6 separate regions of the Mus musculus genome follow, and all the other regions are linked to region 1. A link is a contact called in public Hi-C and promoter capture Hi-C data. All regions are on one chromosome and are shown on one strand. Each heading gives the region's core, a stretch centred on a gene start, on an enhancer-like site or on the middle of the called end of the contact. The rest is flanking DNA. Distances are from core to core; before and after follow the strand shown. Region 1 holds the start of Hnrnpu (heterogeneous nuclear ribonucleoprotein U). Region 2 holds the start of Kmo (kynurenine 3-monooxygenase (kynurenine 3-hydroxylase)). Region 3 holds the start of Opn3 (opsin 3). Region 4 holds the start of Pycr2 (pyrroline-5-carboxylate reductase family, member 2). Region 5 holds the start of H3f3a (H3.3 histone A). Region 6 holds the start of Lin9 (lin-9 homolog (C. elegans)).

Region 1 (2,817 bases), core at 235-2,734:
CACAGTGACGCAGTCTGAAGACTGAACTTGCCAGCCTACCGCAACCTTCCAGAAAGCATTTTTTAAAAAGAGTTTAAAAAAAAAAAAAGCGGGACACCGCCCGGGCCCACGTGCGCCGGCCGCGCTCAAACGAGGGGGGGGGAAGCCTGGGCCCACCTCCCCTCCCCCACACGAGCCCGCGTGCCCCGCCGCCGCATTGTACTGAGCTTCCGCCCCGCTCCCCGCGCCTGCCGCCGGAAGTGACGTCACCACGAGCCCCTGCGCTCCTTGCACAATACCGCGGCGCTAAGCCGCCAAAGCCCGCCCGCTCCGGGACCTTCGGGCTTCTCCCCTCCCCCCACCGCCGACATGTGCCCGGACCGCGCGCACGCAGCGCCCCAGCGGCCGGCGCTCCCGCCCGGCCGGCCCCCCCACCGCGGCAGCTGCAGCGCTCCCCCCACCCCGGCGCCCGACATACATAATGGAGGCGCCGCCGGCATGGCGAGCAGAGCCTCCCGGGGCTCCCCCGCCCCCACCCTCCCGCGGCGCTCGCCCCGAGGGGCCCCGGCAGGCCTGGGGCACGGTCCCCACCGCCACGCGCACCCATCACGCAACACTCACCCGCCACCTTCCGCCTTCTTACCTCCCGCCTGCTGTTGGCCCTGCCTCGCCCCTGGCGGCGCCACCGTCACCGCGAAGAGCGAGGTGGGGCCGCTGCTCTTGCCCGCGGCCTCCTTGCCGGCACCACGCTGCTGGGAAGGCTGCTGCTGCGCCGCCGCTGCCGGCGGTTGGGACTGCTGCTCCCCGTGACCGTTCTCGTCGCCCGCGCCCTCCTCCTCGTCGCCGAGCTCGTCTTCCCCCTCCTGGAAGCCCTGGTCGTCGCCGTTCTCGTCTTCCGACGCTGCCTCCTCTTCCTCCATCGCGCCGGCGTCAGCCGCCCCCGCCGCCCCGTTCTCCTCGCCCAGCTCCATCTGGTCGCCGTCCAGAGCGGCGATGCCCTCCTCCTCCTCGTCGTCTTCGGCGCCAGCCGCGGCCTCCTGCTCTAGGCCCGCTCCCGAGCGCCCGGCCGCATCGCCACCTAGGTCGAGACTGCCGTTCCCGGGCTCCATGGCGGGGCGGCCTCCTGCCTCGTTGTCCAGCGCGGCCTGGAGTCGATCCATGAGATCGGCCTTGAGGCCCTTGTCGGAGAGGCGCCGCTTCTTGAGCTCCTCCTTCAGCTCCGACACCTTCAGCTTCTTGACATTAACAGGCGAAGAACTCATGTTGAGGGCCCCGGTTCCCCGCTGACTGCTGGCTCCCTCGGCCTGTGGCGGCGGCGGCTGCTGCTGGTCGGCCCGGGCGGCGGCTGCGGCTGGAGATGGCTGAGTGCTGCTGCAGAACGGACCCGCCTGGTGTCGAACGGCGCCAATTCCTTTCACCGAGTTCGCGAGGCAAGACGCGGAGACTCGCCCGGCGCGAGCGAGCACGCAACGTCCTCTCGCAGGGGCGGCGCCGCGCACGTAATATAGGCGCCCCGCCCCCTGCCGAGGCGAGGCCCGCTAGAGCGGCTGCGCGCGCAGGCCCCGCCCCGCCCCCACTGCGCGACCTCCGCGCTGGGCCGGACCGCGCAAATGGAGGCTCTTAGAAGCCACCTTTCGGTTAAACGGACCCGCCGCAGTGGCCGCCGGCCTTTCCGGCTCTTGAGCCGCCGCGCTCCACCGGCGCTCTGCCTTCTGTGTCCTGGCGGAGGCTCTCCTCCACCCGCCTTCAGTCCTCACCTGGCATTTTCCACTCGAGAACAACCTCCTTTCTTCCATCTTAGTTTAGTTTTTTGGTTTTCGGGTTGTTTTTTTTGTTGTTGTTTCTTGGGTTTTTTTTTTTTTGTTTTGGTTTTTGTTTTTTTTTTTGTCCCTCCGGCTCTAGGTTTAAAAAACTCTTCAAGTTTCCACCGCTGCCCTGTAGAACACCCATAGGCGATTGTTATGCAAAGGTGGTGTTTTGTTTAGTTTTTCCACCATTTAACTGCGTTTTTAAATTTTACAAGTCCTGCCTTGCCAGTCGGACTTATTTTAAGTTCCGCAAGGGCGAGGCCAGAGCCTTTCTTTTGTCTCTTCCCCAACCAGTGGTGCAAGGTTTGGGAAAGAGGCTTGCTGTACTCCACCATGCCTAACAGCCATATAGAGCGGGCCTTGTGTTGCTACTCACCGTATTTTCTATTGACCTTTGAGTAAGCCTTAGATTTTCATGGAAGTTCCCCTCGTTGTACTATAAAGATAGGCCTCTGTCCCCTGCAAATCTGATCCACCAGTTTGGAGACCCTTTAATTACAGATGAGGAAGACAGCCAGCACCCAGCTAGATTATGCACTTTGATCCTCTCCCTGTTTTTTCAGCCACTCTAAACATGTTTGTATACCTGCTGACTTGTCTACAAACTGGTAGTAACAAAAGGCTGGGATTTAGTAAAAAAAGAAAACACCTGTAGTTCTATTACTTGGCAGAGTGAGGCAGAAGTATCAAGAGTTAAAAGCTAGCCTGGGCTACTTAGTAAATTCCAGGCTTATCTGGGTTGAATACCAGACCCTATCTCAAAAAAGAAAAGAAAAAAAATTATGATTTGTTTTCTGGCATTAAATATGTTGTGTTCTTGAAACTTTTATATAGAATTTAATTTCTACACTGGGGCCTTCCTGTGTAGATTGCACCCAAGCTATGCTTGGTGGTACATGTGTATAATTTCAACACTTGGGAGATACAGGTAAGATGATCAAGAATTCAGTGTCAGCCAGGCAGGCAGTGGTGACACCCAAGTTTGGCTCCAGCGCTCAGGAAGCAGAGGCACCCCACCCACCCACCCCCA
Region 2 (2,817 bases), core at 140-2,639, 2.7 Mb before region 1:
TTTTCTTTCTTGGACTCTGTGAAAGGCACACGCTGTGCTGGAAACTATTGTACTGTACATTTATTCTTAAGTACTTTACTTGCATGTGCAATACTCCTTCATTTTTAAAAAGCTTCTAAAAAGACACGTTTTTCTCTATATTGATACTGAAGTAAATTGAAAGAAAAATTAGGGTGGAAAGGGGTGTGAAATCTGCTAACATTTATATTGAAAAGGACGGGAATGAAGAGGAAGAGAGAAAATGAGGCCAAGAGGGAAAGCAAGGAAGGTAGAAAGAAGGGAAGGGAAGGGATGGAGAAAGGAAGACAGGAAGGAGGGAGAGAAAGCTTCAGGGACCTTGGAGAGGAACCAGGAATTAGCACAGCAAACCACTGCAAGATGCTTGTCTCTGGACAAGAGAGATAGGCTCCTAAAGAGACAGAATCTACAATATTACCCTTCTTTGTATGCCCTTGCCAAATCTTTAACTTCATTCTGTGTGATATATAGCATACTATAATGACTCAGCCTTTTTCTAGCACGTCTAACATACTCTCCTACAGGGGCACTATCGGGTGGTGTTTCCTTCCAGTCCCTACCCAAAGAAATGCCATTTGTGTTCTCATCAGAAATTGGAAAAACCAATAAATCTTCATTGATGCTCTTATTTTATTTTAATCACAATACGATCTAGAAAAGAAGCACAACTCACGAATAGGCCCCCAAACCAAGCACTATACGTTTCAAATGAAGTAGAGATGTCAAAGTGATGAGACACCCTCAAACCACACATTTGAGTAGAGATGCAGGGTGTTCACCATCTTGCCCATGGCAAAGCATGAGCTAGATTCTAAAGTCCTAGGCAAGAAAAAAACAAACAAAGCAAAACTCTGGTCAGTCTAGTTACACCTCTAGAAATCCTACTCAGGAGATTATTATGACAGCAGAGAATGTTTCCCAGCAGAGACAGTTAAGGCAACAAGCCCACAAAGTCCTTTCAGGTCAAATTCGTGGTTGTTCTCAGTAACAGCAGGAATTAGCTATGAATTCAGGTCATCTCCCTCTGAGAAAGGGAAGACGCTTCAGAACCCCAGATAACACAAGTTTCATTCAAAGCCACATTTCGAATGAAAACGAAACTGACACACACCACAGAAGGAGAAGAAGAAAAGCCCCGAGGATGCTATTTAAACAGAAAAGGTGTCTCATATGAGACTGGGTTTTTGAAATTTTGGTTATCGCGGTGAATTGTCTCCGAGAGCCAAGCTGATTAGACTTTGAGCTTCTAGTGAGTTAAACACTTATCAGAGGAAGTGAGCTTTGACCAAACCTTGCTTCTGGCTCACAAAGGCTCTGGACTTCTGGCAATAAAAAGATCGCAAAACATCAGCATGTAGGACAGAGAGTTCCGACCTGAACAGAGGTGTTCTGGAAGCTATGGCATCGTCTGATACTCAGGGGAAAAGAGTGGCTGTTATTGGCGGTGGTTTGGTGAGACTGCCCAGGCGTTTACTGCTCTTTGGGCATTTATTTTTATTATTATTATCTCACTAATGATTTTTTTATTGTGTGTGGGTTGTTGATTCTGATAGTTAAACCTTTTAAGGTTTAAATATATTTGCTATAAATATGGTATTGCTTTTCACTACAGTTATTAATACACACTGATCGCTGACATTTCTATGAATACCATGTCCAGTACTGATTATGTCTCTCTACCCTTCCACACTCTTCCGTCTCCCACATCTCCTCAGTCTCTCTTAAAATTTTAGGTCTTCTTTCTTCTTCTTCTCTCCCTCTCTTACCTCTCCCCACCCCATGTATGTGTGTGTGTGTGTGTGTGTGTGTGTGTGTGCGCGCGCGCGCGCGCGCGCGAGTAATTTCCATACGTGACAGAAAATATGCAGAACTTGTCTTATGTATTTATATCTCACTTATCCCAATGTCCTCCAAATCCACTCATTCTTACTGAGATGACCTAAGACACATTTTTGTTTTTAAATAACAGGATTTCATTCTTCTTTACCGCCAAACACTACTCCATTGTGTGTGTGTGTACCATATTTTCTTCATTCGTTCATTCACCAGCAGCCATCACGGCAATAAATATGGGTAACAGCATTTGTTTTAAATTATTCCTTCCAGGAACTGTATTTGATATCCACTAAATACACGAGTGTCTATTTTATCATTTTGATTTAGCATCCCCTAAAAGACAAAACAGATTTCACTTTATTTTGCTTCCAAACATGACTTTTCTTTAAAACAGGAATGTATCTCAGGTCATTATAATAAAAAAGTTTTGTCCCACTCTGGTTAATAAGCCCAGTACTCTCTACTCAGAAGAAAAGGGTCAAGACACATGAAATTAAAAAACAAAAACAAAAACAAAAACAAACAAACAAAAAAACCCTATTAGATACTCACTAGCTATTCTGATAAGTGGGAAGTAACACACTTGCCCACCCAAATTACTTGGCTGCTCCATTGACAGGGTAGTGAGTGGGTCCCTTACTTCTTATGCGAGCAGGTAAGGTCACAAGGCTGTCACTCAGACCTAGCAAGAGGTGAGATGGTATTGAGAGGAGTGTGTATGTGTGTCGTATTTTCTTAGCCAAAGCTAGCTCCCTTAAAACAAGCAAGTAAGCAAATAACAAAAGCGTACATTTTTTTCTCTCAATAGAACTTCAGTATTCTAAAACTGGTTCCAATTAATTGAAATCATCACAGATGCTCTTTAAAATTAAGAAGAGAACCTCTCTACAATCCGGTCACACCGCTTCTCGGGAAAATGAATATAGCAGATCCTTTATTATTATCTGATTCTAGAGAAGCAGG
Region 3 (2,817 bases), core at 146-2,645, 2.6 Mb before region 1:
CGTTTTTCTCTAAGATCTGGCAAGATCAAGTCAATAGTAAATTATCAATGTGTTTTTAAGGTTTGTGAAAGGGACTTTAAGCCTTAAGAAATATCCATTTCTATTTTAAATCGTTATACAAACAAAATCCCTAGGGGACACACACACACACACGTTTTTCCCAGGCTTAGAATACTGGATCAGTCAACCTTCAACCTGTCAATTCTCAATATAAATCTTCAAGAAAGCAACAAGTTCTACTTCAATTAAATGTACTGGCTGCCCTGCTAATTATGAGTTGGACTCCTTTGCGCCATTTGTAACCTCTGGTGTGACAGAACCTATGTACAGGAAATTAAAAAAAAAAAAAAGTCTCATCCCCTAGGAAGCATTCAACTGTTTATAATTGCTAACGAGTGAAAGGGGGTAAAATACTGCGTTATTTAGGATTCTACATGTCATTCTGAGGAACAAATACTAAATTTGTGAATTAAATCTCTCCTTGTTCTCGCCTCCACTGTTCAGGAGTTGACTTTTTTCTTGCATCTCTTGACTCTACAGGGCCTCATTTCTTTCTCCCTCTGTAAAGTCCACTGTGAGCTGCCCTGTTGAGAGCTACAGTAGGAAGTAAAAATAGATGAGGGGAAATAAGATGGCCAGCGGCAGGGAGACTTTGGAAAGTGCTACAGAGGCAGGAGGGGCTGGGGTTGGTGACTGGCTGGGAAGAAGGGTGTGTAAATCCAGGCAAGGAGGGAAACAGAGTTGGGGATGAAGACCAGATGAAAGGGAGAAGGGAGGCGAGGGTTGGGTATCTAAGGGAGGTTCTCGAGGAGAGAGAGGGAGTTGTGGGTGATGACTGGCTATCAGGGACGATCCCGGGGAGGACGGAGGCCCAGAGCTGATGTACCCGGGGGAAAGTTGAGAGGCAAGGAGAACGCGTCCCGGGCGACTCACCAAAGAGGCTGCCGCTAAACCCGTCCCACGCGCAGCCCACGGCGTCCCACACCCAGCCGTTCCGCAGGCACGACGCGAAGGTGAAGGTGACTCCGAACAGGGATACCAGCAGGTCGCCCAGGCTCAGGTTGACCAGGAAGAGGTGGGTGGGCGTGCGCAGTCTCGGGAACTTGGAGTAGAGAAGCAGCACCAGCAGGTTGCCGCCGACGCCCAGCAGCGCGAGGCAGCCGAGTAGCAGCGCCAGGCGCTCGTACGCGGTGGGGCTGAAGAGAGGCGCGGGGCTCCGCGTGCCCGCCGGTGCTGCGCCCTCGGCGCCCGCCCCGTCCTCCCAGTAGCCCTGGTCGCCACTACGGTTCCCCGAGTACATGGCCCGACGCCGGCGCGCCGTGAGAGAGAGGGCTCGGTGAGCCGGGCGGCCCGAACAGGGTGGATCTCACGCTCTGCGGGCCGCTCAGGCCATTGTGCCCGGGAGCCGCGCCAGGCCCGCCCAACCCGCGCGCACCCGAGGCCCCGCCCTTCGGTGCTAGGACCCCGCCCCACCGCATGAAACTCCGCCCTCCTAGCGTTCTTGCTATCCCACCCTCCCGCGTGGGTCCCGAGCCCCACTAGCTAGCACTTGCAGTCCCTCCCACGGGACCTCCCTGGAGGCCACGCCCTTCTACCTTGCGGCCTCATCCATACGGCAGCCGTTTTGGCCCCGCCCTCCTAAGACTCTTCCGCAGTCTGGCCTGCGGCTCCTCCCTCCCGGAATCTCCTGTTACCCCGCCCTCTGACTCACACCCTTGGCCCCGCCCTCCGGCATACAGCTCCGCCTTCTTAGAACCTCTGACCGCGCCTCTGAGCTGTGGCCCCGCCCTACTGCTTTAGCGGCCCGCCCCTTTTCCCCCCTCCCACCTCCCGGGCGCGTTCCCGCCCAGCAGAGGTGAGTTTCAGAGACCAGTGAGCTCTTGCTCTGCTTCCTTCACCCTTAAGCCGAGGTGGAAACCTGAACAGACTGTACAGAAAAAAAGAGAAAGTAAACTCCCTTACGGAGGTAAATTAGCCACAGCGGATCCTCACAGCCCTCAACGGACTCTAAAGCATCTCGTCCATTCACCCGTTAAGTCACTCACCCTAGCATACACTCATTCATAAATATTTATGAACGCCTGCGCTTAACTCAGTTAAGCATGCTGAATGAAATACTCTCTTTCCTGGGAAGCTATAATAACACCCACCCCCACCTCATACACCCAATAGAAAGAAAACAAAACACTGAAATGCCCGAAGTAGAGCGCCAGCGAAATGATCTCATAAACAGGGAACCTGACGTTAAAAACAAACAAACAAACGCAGCAGGCTGAGTCTCAACTACCTTAGAGCTGGAAGATATGTCCCAGCGTTTATGACAGTGTTCTGAGCTGCCACTCTCAGAGCCCCAGAATAAGGAAGGAAATAGCATCAGAGTGACACCCAAGTCACCCTTCCACTGGATCCCAAGCCTTCTCAGTCTGCAGTAGGTACACCTGATACACAATCCAGTCCAAATGCTTCTCTGGAGGTGATCTCTTGAGCAGTGCCCCGCCCCCTAAGGCTTCAATCCAAATCTAGCAGGTATAGAGAGGATATATTTAGAACAGCACGCATTTTCCACTGGACCTTTCCCCAGCAGCAATGCAAATATAGAACAAGTCAAATATAGATTGTGAACGTCACTTCTTTAGGCCTGCTTTCTCTGTCTCCACTGCAGTCCCCAACGACTACCCACGAGAGGAAAATGTCCCGAGCTGCATGCACCTGAAGATGTCATAGGCACTAATGACTGGTTTGTGGAAACTAAATTGGTGTGCACCAGTGTCCACCCCTCCTCCCACTTGTGTTAGACTCAGTGCATCTCAAAAGTCT
Region 4 (2,817 bases), core at 233-2,732, 2.6 Mb after region 1:
GAGAGAGAGAGAGAGAGAGAGAGAGAGAGAGAGAGAAGAGAAAGAAAGGAAAAAAGAAAGAAAGGAAGGAAGAAAGAAGAAAGAAGAAAGAAAAAGAAAGACATAGCTTTCTACTGAACCTAATTTTTGGGTAATAGACATGGATTCCTGTGTAATACAGGGAGCTAAGGGAGGGTTGGCTGCTGCAGATTGGCCATCTGCCTAGCCTGGGACACCTCAGTACTCTGTCCCATTGTCTGGTTCTTCCTAATTCTCAGAAGGGGCAGGCGTGTTACTTAAGGATAAGACAAGGGTGAAGGCCCTGAGGCACTGATAAAAATGATGCTGGGGGCGGAGAACCCGGGGAGAGGGGAGGGAGGAGGCTGAACTGGTTTTCCTATTGGCTGGGAGGTCCGGAAGGGAAGGGCTGGACGGTAGGGTCAGGGTGGGGCACTCCTGGAGGGTGTGTCCCAAATGGCTGGGTGGGAAGGTAGCTATTCATCTACCTCACTGTAGCAGAATACAAGAAAGCAGATAGTATGTATGTAGTTTCCAATTCTAGGAAGACTGGTAGGAAGGTCCATTGAGTTCAGGAACTTAAGTCTAGCCTGGGCAACAAAGCAAGAGATTCTGGCCAGAAAAAAAAAATCGTTCCACTTTAACTGTTTGGTTCGTCCATTAATGGAATAAATACACGTTAGAATCTTGTGTAAAATAACGTTTCGGTGGCGTTGGGAAACTGCTTATGATTGGTATACTATAGAAATGTATGTACTACACGCCTATAATCCCATCCCTCAAGAGGATGAGGCAGGAAGGTCACTAGTTCAAGAACAGCCTGGGCTACATAGTGAAACACTTTCCAAAAGTCAAACCCAACTTGTGGCTGTTCCTGAGCCCTCTGGTGCGTCTGGACATGTTTCGAGAAATCTTTCTGGGAATAAACAATACAATTCTAATGGAAGAGAGGAGATGTCACTGGTGATTCGGGACAGCTCCTGAAAAGCTTCGATGCTGGGTCTCTTTGTATACTCTAAAACCACAAGGTGGGGTGGACAAACAAGCAGTCATTTCTCACTGTCTCAGCTGTTTCTCCAGGTCGCCCTGTTCCGGGTAGCAAGAGAAGTCATGCTTGGCCAACAGGCCGTGCAAGCAGTGCTTTAAGGAAATCACTAAATAAATCAACAAATCATGATCTAGTAATTCGTCTTTTCTACCTAGTTCTACTTCGGAAGGAGCATGCCGAAGCTGGCTAGCTGTAGCCTGGTGTCCATGAGGGGTACATCTCTAATAGGCGTTTTGGAGATCTCACTCCTGAACCAGAGTTAGAAACCAACTCTTCTAACCAGGAATTACCAGTGTCCCAGGCAGGGCCAAGCAGACCCGCACCAGCGGAGCTAACAGGTTCCACCCGCTGCGCGATCAGGAGGCGGGCGCACGGCCTGACGGCGATGCCGATTGGTCCGCCCCAGACCCGAGCCTCGGATTGGTTGCCTTGGACACGTGGCCAACCGGAGGCTGCGTATTTGGCGGTGGATGCTCTGGGATACTTGGGGCCTCTCTAGCAGTTCATCTGGTGCATCCCGGTTTGAAAGCTGTTCCGAGCAATTCGGGTCCATCTTTTTCCACGCGCGGACACTGACCCCGGGATCCCCAGAGTCCCCGGATCGGCGCTCGCCGGGATCCTGCGGCCATGAGCGTGGGTTTCATCGGCGCAGGCCAGCTGGCCTGTGCTCTGGCGCGGGGCTTCACGGCCGCGGGTGAGCGCGTGGTCAGCCTTCCCTCTCACCAGAGTGAACGAGTGAGTGAGTGGGTGGGTGGGCGATGAGTGAATGTGAATGGATGGTAGATTTGCATCCATCTGCTGGGAGCATAGCGTCGGAGGCCGGCACTGCTAGAGCTGCTGTTGGCTTCCATTGATGGACTGCATGATTGGGCCATGATCTACAGTTGAAAAACTTTGTTTTCTGTAGGCGTCCTGTCGGCTCACAAGATAATAGCCAGCTCCCCGGATATGGACCTGCCCACGGTGTCTGCGCTCAGGGTAGGCTAGGAGGGATGGAGGGAAGTGGGCAAGAGGAAGAGGCCCAGGAAAAGCGTGTCCGGAGATGCCCTGAGTCTGGCAGGCTCCGACTCTCCTTTAGGGAAGTCATCATTGTAAGCCCTGCACCTTCTCTGAGGCAGCCTTGTGTGGTGGGAGCTCCCAGGCAAAGTTAGTGTCGGATCCTACTGGGGTGAAAGTAGGCATATAAGAAAGGTTCTTTTTGGGCTGGTGAGATGGCTCAGCGGGTAAGAGCACAGACTGTTCTTCCGAAGGTCCTGAGTTCAATCCAGCAACCATATGGTGGCTCACAGCCATCCCTTAACAAAATCTGATGCCCTTTTCTGGAGTGTCTGAAGACAGCTACAGTGTACTTACATATAATAAATAAATAATTCTTTAAAAAAAAAGGTTCTTTTTGTTAGTCTGCTTTGAATTTCACTGCATAGCCCGTGTTGGCTTCTAAGTCTGGAAAATTCTGCTTACCGATGTTGTAAATGACAGCGTTGCTAGGGGACTTGGTGAGTTACGTAGTTTCTTTATTCAATAAAGCTTAATGTCCCAAGTCTTCTAACATCTGGCCAATGTGGGACAGGTGAGCAGATGAAGCACTGTGGATACTGTTTGTGCCTAGTATAGGCTTATGTCCCCAACGCTGTAGGACCCCAGCTATGCACCTCAGAGCCCTAGAGGGGGCCCCGTGGAGACTTGTTACTCCGGTAAACAGCTGTGAGGTTGGGAGTGGGCTTTGCAGCTCTGCTTCCAGACTCTGGGTGCTCAGCTCTTTCCATCAGTTC
Region 5 (2,817 bases), core at 81-2,580, 2.5 Mb after region 1:
CAAACAAGTCAAATGAACGAAGCCACAAACACAGAAAGGTCGAGTCAAATTACAGCCAAAAAAAAAAAAAAGAAAAAGAAAAAAAAGAAAGAAAAAGGTTTCAGCGCCCCCCCCCCGCTCGGTTTGCTGCCCCCCTCTCGCGCCTGGCAGTTGGGTTGCTGTAAATATCTAAAAACATTCTTGAGGTTTGTTTCTTTATAGTTATGTTGACAAAAAGGCGTCTCGAAATGCAAGAACAACAGCCATCGCCAGTGAGCATTCCACAAAGCCCGTCCCCCTCCCGGGCTTCGCTATGGAAGCCGACTGCCCCGCACCCAGGCTTAATTAGCGCTCGACACCGGCCGCCCGGCCCACCCAGCACCACATAAACTTTTGGTTCTGCCTCCCCTGGGTCCCTAGGTTCGGGGTACCGGACCTGCCCGTCTCGGTCCCCGCACCCCGCGCTGGCAACGAGCGACTCGGCTCCCGAAGACTAGCACAAAATGGAAACAATTGGAAACGTATCCGATTCCCTTCCAGAGAGACAAACAGCAAATCGTTCGAAAATACCCCATCCCCTGCCACGTGCCGCTCTCCAAAAATGCAAAAGTTCTTTTTTTTTGTTTTCTGCATTTCATAAGCATCGTTTCTTTTTCTCCAAAAAAGGCAAAAAAATGTTCTTAAAATTTTTTCCTTCCATTTTAAAATGGGGAAGAGAGAAACGGGGGGAAAAAAAATATGGTCGGTGACCAGAGAAGAGAGACAAGATGGTGAAGCTCAGGCACAACTGTGGAGAGGCAGCAAAAAGCGAGTTAGCCCGGGGTGGAAAGCGGCGGCGATTTTACCCCCTTTGCGCCCGAAAAACTGGGGCCTGGGACCCGGAGGCGGCAGTTAAGAGGCTCGCGCGGGACATGGTGAAGGTCTGGGGTCCCGGGAAGGGGCAGCGGGAGGGATTTCACCGAAGAAAGAGGAGCCCGCGGCGCCGGAGGGAGACAGGCTCGACGCCGCGGCGGTGCCACTGCTGGGCTGAGACGGAGAGACCGGGGAGCCGCCGCCGCCACCGCCCGCGGAAGGCAAACTCGCTCCCCATCTCCATTTCTGCGCCAAAAAGTTTGCGGGTCGAGCCCGGGGGGACTGTGGGTGCCTCCGTGGGCCCCTACGAGGCCGACGGCGAGCGGAGCCCGGCTCCGGGAAGGCGGGCAAACGGAGAAACTTACCCCCCTTCTCCTTCGGCTGGAGCTCGGCAAGCGAGAGGCGGCGCTGGCGTTGGAGAGCGGCAGCGGCGCGGCGAAGGCTGCGAACACAATTGAAAGATGGCTGACACCGAGGCTTTCCCCTACACACGCCGCCCCGCCCCGCGCCGCGCTCCAGCCAATCACACACAATGGAGGGAAGGCTCGGCCCCGCCCAGGGCCCCCGCGCGCCCCGCCCCTCCCCTCCCCCCGCGCGCTCGTTCGCTGGCGCGCGCTCGCTCCTCCCCCGCGCGCCGCCCGCCCATTCCTCCCGCCGCCTCTCGCGGTGTGTACAAACACAAAAGACACGCCGAGGGGCCCGCCGAGGGGCCGTCTGCCCTAGTCCGTCCCCGGCCCACACTCCCTCCCCGTCGGACGCAGGCGTTAAGTGAGCCCCCGAAGCCCAGCTTTGGGGTGCACAGCGGGGGGTGTGGGGGCGGGGAGGGCGGCGCGGGCTGCGGACCAGCGCCCGGCCTGCGGGGGGAGGGGCATCGCCCCCGCGCGCGCCCCCGAGGTTCCCGGCCCGTGTGGGGGCGGGGAGAAGGCCGGGACCGTACGGTCGCCGCGCCCCAGTTGAAAACGCGCCCAAGCGGGAAGCTAGCTGGCAAAGTGGAAGCCCCAGTCCCGCGCCCACTTTCGGACCGCGCGGCGCGCCAGGGGCGGGGGACCCGCGGGCCTCTTCCCGCCTTCGCTCCCCGCCGAGCGCGGGCCGGTCCGGAGGCTCGGGCCAAGTCGCCTGAGGACAAGTCGGTCGCAGACTCTAGCCCCGGGAGAGGAGGGGCAGCCTGCGGGGCAGTGCGGAGACTGTCAGCGCGTCGCAGGTGGTGGCACCGGGGCCGAGGGACAGGGCTCGCCCTCTTCCTAGGCCGCGGTTCTTGGTGCAAGATGGCTGTTATTTTGTAAGCCTCTGAGACAATGTGCAACACAGCTGTAGCAGTCTAAGGCAGAGTAGGCCTTTCCACCCCTTCGCTGTTTGGAGGAGCGCTGCAGAAATCTCGTGACATAAGAGTCTAATGTCAGACACAGGAGGCTGAAACGGCAGGTAGAAGGAAAAGCTGTTTCCCGCTTTCCTTCTGCCCAGTAGCTTGGGCAACAGACTGCATAGCTCAAGTTCTCATTAAGTGACCCACAAACATCTGAACCGTCCCCAGGTGGTATTGACCAGGCTACACAACTCTGGGTGAAGGCTTTCGGTAGAAGAGTCACAAAGGTCCCGTAGGGTACTGATGAAGGACAGTAGCATACATGTAATCTGAAGACCTCTCAAAGCAGTCTTATCATGAACATTATCCTGAAACAGATATGTGGAAATCAGATATGAGAGAAGAAATGGATTTGGCCAAGGTCACTGAACTGAGGAACAGACCCTAGAGGGAAAAAAAACAACAACCCAGGCCTCCTGTTTCATTATTATTTAATGAGTGTTAAGTGTTGATGAACACATGCAATCTGCGATACTACCCTAAATGCACATATGCAAAAAACCCTCCACAGAGCTGCCAGTGAAAAATTCCTATAATTTGAGCCAAGAAGCATTTTTTCCCCTCTTGCTTGTTTGTGTTTTGTTTTCAGGAAACTAAAATATTTGTTGCTGGATTTATCCAAG
Region 6 (2,817 bases), core at 91-2,590, 2.3 Mb after region 1:
CACCTCCTCCCCCACTTACCCTGGGCCCAGAAGGGCCAGCACCCATGTGCTTCTCTTGCTCGCACTAGTCTTTCCCCTCACCTCTCGAAAGGTGGATTTTCCATCCTGCCCCTCCCTCCACCCCAGATTCAGCGGTACTCCCTACTGTCTATAAACTGGAGGCTGTAGCAGCAAACAGCTGGCTGCAAGGAGCCATTATAAGTTCTTTCCACTCATTAAGCAAGAGTGGAATTTTTGCCTGCATTTTACTGAGGAGAAGTTGAAGCACAAGTATTAAGCTTGCCTGGGACTGATACAAGTAGCAGCCCAAGTTGCACCCTTAACTTTCACAGCCTGCTGCCCTTTTCCTGAGCCTGAAGTCTTCCACTCTATTGCTCGCCCAAGAGTCTCATCTTGTCTTTCTCCAACCTGTGCCTCACATTCTTGAATGTGTTCTAGAAAAGAAATGAAAGCCTGCCCTTCGTACTACTTAAGACCTCGCTTTATTCTTTTTACCAAGCCCAACTTAGCCTGGGCTGGCCTGTCTAGATCTGCTCTCACCTCACTGAACCATCTTTAAACTTTTTAGTTTGTGGAAGTCACTCATCCACTCGTTTTTGTTTTGTTTTAAATTCTCCATTCGCCGACTACCCCCTCCTCATAAATCCCTGGAGAATAGACCCACCCCGGAGATCAACCACGCTTGTAAAAATAGTAGTTGAAAAGCCACCGTGGTTTAAATACTAGAAAGTGTTACAGATGGGAACCGTGAAATCTTTCCCGGCTTCTTTCAGCAAGGGAGGAATCCCCATCCAGTTTCATTACACTTGGCTAGTGTCACTTGTGTCTTCCCCAAGCATCCTTAGTCACTGTGAGGCTCCCAGCTCACTACCGGTCTCGGGTGGAGCGCATTAGAGAAAGAAAGCAGGACAGTTCACTAGCCCTCGGCCTACACCAACTTGGTGACCTCTCAAGGTCTCGTCCCGGCCGCTCGCAGCTCAGGTTCCGGCCCGGGCCGCCCGGACCCCGCGTCCGTGACCTGCAGGCGAAGCGGACGCCGCGGCCCGGGCACTCGGTGGGGGGGAAGGGCAGGGGCCGGGGCGCCGGAGAAACGCGATCTGGGGAGCCGAGTCCACGTTACTTTGGGCAGAGCCCCCTCCGTGCCAAGCGACCAGGAACCCAGGTCTCGTCCGCCGCGCCACCGGCCCGGGCCTGCGTCCCGCTCCCCTCGGGAACCGGCCTGCAGTTCCCGCAGCCGCAGCGCGGGCCGCGCGCCGGGAGCGAGCGCAGGCGAGGGGGGCGGCGCGGGCGGGCGCATCGGTGCTGGCGCCGCGCCCCCCGCGCTCGGCCCTACCGGGCCTCTCGGCGAGGCGTCCCCTGTCCTCCTCCGGGCCCGGCCCGGGGTGCGGGCGAGGCCCCGAGGCCCCCTCCCGCCGGGCTCGGGCGGAGCCGGACGGCCTGGCGGGAGCAGGCGCCGCGGGCCGCGAGCTCCTCATTCGAACCTCCCTCGCAGACAGTCTCCGCCCCACAATGCACCGGGGCGGGCAGCCTTTGAAAAAGCGGCGCGGCTCGTTCAAGATGGCGGAGCTCGACCAGTTGCCTGACGAGAGTAAGTAGCGTCTCAGAGCAGCCCTCCTTCCCGCCGGTTGCCCGTCCCGGGGTCGCACCGGCCGAGTCCGGTTGCCGGGCAGGTGGGATGGCCGCCAGCCCACCGCAGTCCCCGGCCTTCCTCCTCAGGCGCTGCCGCCGCGTCGCCGCCTTTGTTATGGTGTCTTGTGTGTCTGTTTCTGGGGTTGTGCGAGCGCCAGCGCCGGAAACCGAAAGCCCGGGAGTCCAGCCTGTCCTGACGGAGTCGGCGGCTGCTCTCCCGGAGCGACTGCTGTCGCCGGCCGGGGTGGGCGAAGAGCGGCCCCCCAGTTGCGGGCGCCGTCCTCCTCGCCCGCCCGGTTATGTAACTCGCCGGCCGGGGGCCGGGAGGGCTCGGGCTGGGCACCGGGGACACAGCCCCTCTTGGTGCCCCGGGCCTCCGATCTGATCCTCTGACGGCTCCTGCTTCTGCAGGCACTTGTGATCGCTCCCCCCGACCCCCCGCGTCCATCCTGGAAGTGTTTTCTTCCGTGTCACACAGGCTTGGCCCCTTCCCCTGGGACTACAGGTGGCCCTGGACCTTTCCGGAGATGATCCAGCCGGGATACAGTGCCGAGGTAGCCCCATTCCCAGTCTCCCTCCTGAGTGGATGTGTCTCTAGACTGTGGGGTGGGCATTACACACGGATGTGAGCACCGCAGCCCATATAAGTATGTTATTCTGCCTGACACCCACCCCTGTTCACTGCCTCACTTCTCCTTCTATACTCACAACCTCTGAGACGGATGTTCACCTGTCCGCAGACAGTAAAGCCAGCTACTCTGCGACCTAAGGACAAGGGAACAATTTTGTAATTTTCATATTGCACACATTATTAAAAGGCATTTTAGTTACAAAATGGTCTTGAAGCAACACGTACTCTGTGGTGTGTATTTGTAGCCCTTGGTCAACGAAAGGTTCGCAGGTGTGGTGGCGCACATCTTTAATCTCAGCACTCGGTAGGAAGAGGCAGGTGGATCTCCGAGTTCGAGGCCCACCCAGTCTACATACCAAGCTCCAGGACAGCCAAGGCTACACAGAGAAATCCTGTCTTGGAAAACAAACAAACAAACAAACCTCCAAACTGAGCAATCTGTATTTAGAACGATTGTATCATTTTTATGACAAATAAAGTAGTGGTTTTGTTTTTTAACCATTTGGTGTGCCCCAACAGGAAGTCAGGTCAGAGAAACCCGTTTCAAAAGCAAAGAA

Evidence for each region. Promoter capture Hi-C pulls out the DNA fragments that hold promoters and counts their contacts. A called contact is a pair of places that touch in the nucleus more often than the background predicts. Capture Hi-C pulls out chosen DNA fragments and counts their contacts.
Region 2: a Hi-C map of B cells shows a contact between it and region 1, with 5 read pairs. The contact joins the promoter of Kmo here to the promoter of Hnrnpu in region 1. A contact is called at or near these places in 3 of 39 promoter capture datasets (liver and pre-B cells) and 1 of 484 Hi-C or Micro-C datasets (B cells).
Region 3: a contact with region 1 is called in a promoter capture Hi-C map of pre-B cells, with 4 times the contacts expected there. The contact joins the promoter of Opn3 here to the promoter of Hnrnpu in region 1. A contact is called at or near these places in 1 of 39 promoter capture datasets (pre-B cells), 1 of 115 datasets of contacts at active chromatin or transcription factors (extraembryonic endoderm stem cells) and 1 of 9 other capture datasets (adipose tissue).
Region 4: a contact with region 1 is called in a promoter capture Hi-C map of pre-B cells, with 2.9 times the contacts expected there. The contact joins the promoter of Pycr2 here to the promoter of Hnrnpu in region 1. A contact is called at or near these places in 2 of 39 promoter capture datasets (neutrophils and pre-B cells).
Region 5: a contact with region 1 is called in a promoter capture Hi-C map of adipose tissue, with 2.6 times the contacts expected there. The contact joins the promoter of H3f3a here to the promoter of Hnrnpu in region 1.
Region 6: a promoter capture Hi-C map of HPC-7-derived erythroid cells shows a contact between it and region 1, with 3 times the contacts expected there. The contact joins the promoter of Lin9 here to the promoter of Hnrnpu in region 1. A contact is called at or near these places in 2 of 39 promoter capture datasets (HPC-7-derived erythroid cells and pre-B cells).

Annotation. Positions count from the first base shown.
Region 1 is chr1:178,336,331-178,339,147 of GRCm38.p6, forward strand. Hnrnpu (heterogeneous nuclear ribonucleoprotein U) reads right to left here and starts at 1,485. Exons shown (of 14, transcript NM_016805.3): 1 at 623-1,485. The coding sequence starts at 1,241.
Region 2 is chr1:175,630,804-175,633,620 of GRCm38.p6, forward strand. Kmo (kynurenine 3-monooxygenase (kynurenine 3-hydroxylase)) reads left to right here and starts at 1,390. Exons shown (of 15, transcript NM_133809.1): 1 at 1,390-1,470. The coding sequence starts at 1,417.
Region 3 is chr1:175,691,237-175,694,053 of GRCm38.p6, forward strand. Opn3 (opsin 3) reads right to left here and starts at 1,396. Exons shown (of 4, transcript NM_010098.3): 1 at 934-1,396. The coding sequence starts at 1,300. It overlaps Gm39707 (a long non-coding RNA gene), which reads left to right and starts at 1,810. Exons shown (of 3, transcript XR_865748.2): 1 at 1,810-1,855.
Region 4 is chr1:180,902,792-180,905,608 of GRCm38.p6, forward strand. It overlaps Pycr2 (pyrroline-5-carboxylate reductase family, member 2), which reads left to right and starts at 1,483. Exons shown (of 7, transcript NM_133705.2): 1 at 1,483-1,739; 2 at 1,953-2,023. The coding sequence starts at 1,673.
Region 5 is chr1:180,812,275-180,815,091 of GRCm38.p6, forward strand. It overlaps H3f3a (H3.3 histone A), which reads right to left and starts at 1,331. Exons shown (of 4, transcript NM_008210.5): 1 at 1,197-1,331.
Region 6 is chr1:180,639,810-180,642,626 of GRCm38.p6, forward strand. It overlaps Lin9 (lin-9 homolog (C. elegans)), which reads left to right and starts at 1,341. Exons shown (of 15, transcript NM_001103182.2): 1 at 1,341-1,588. The coding sequence starts at 1,510.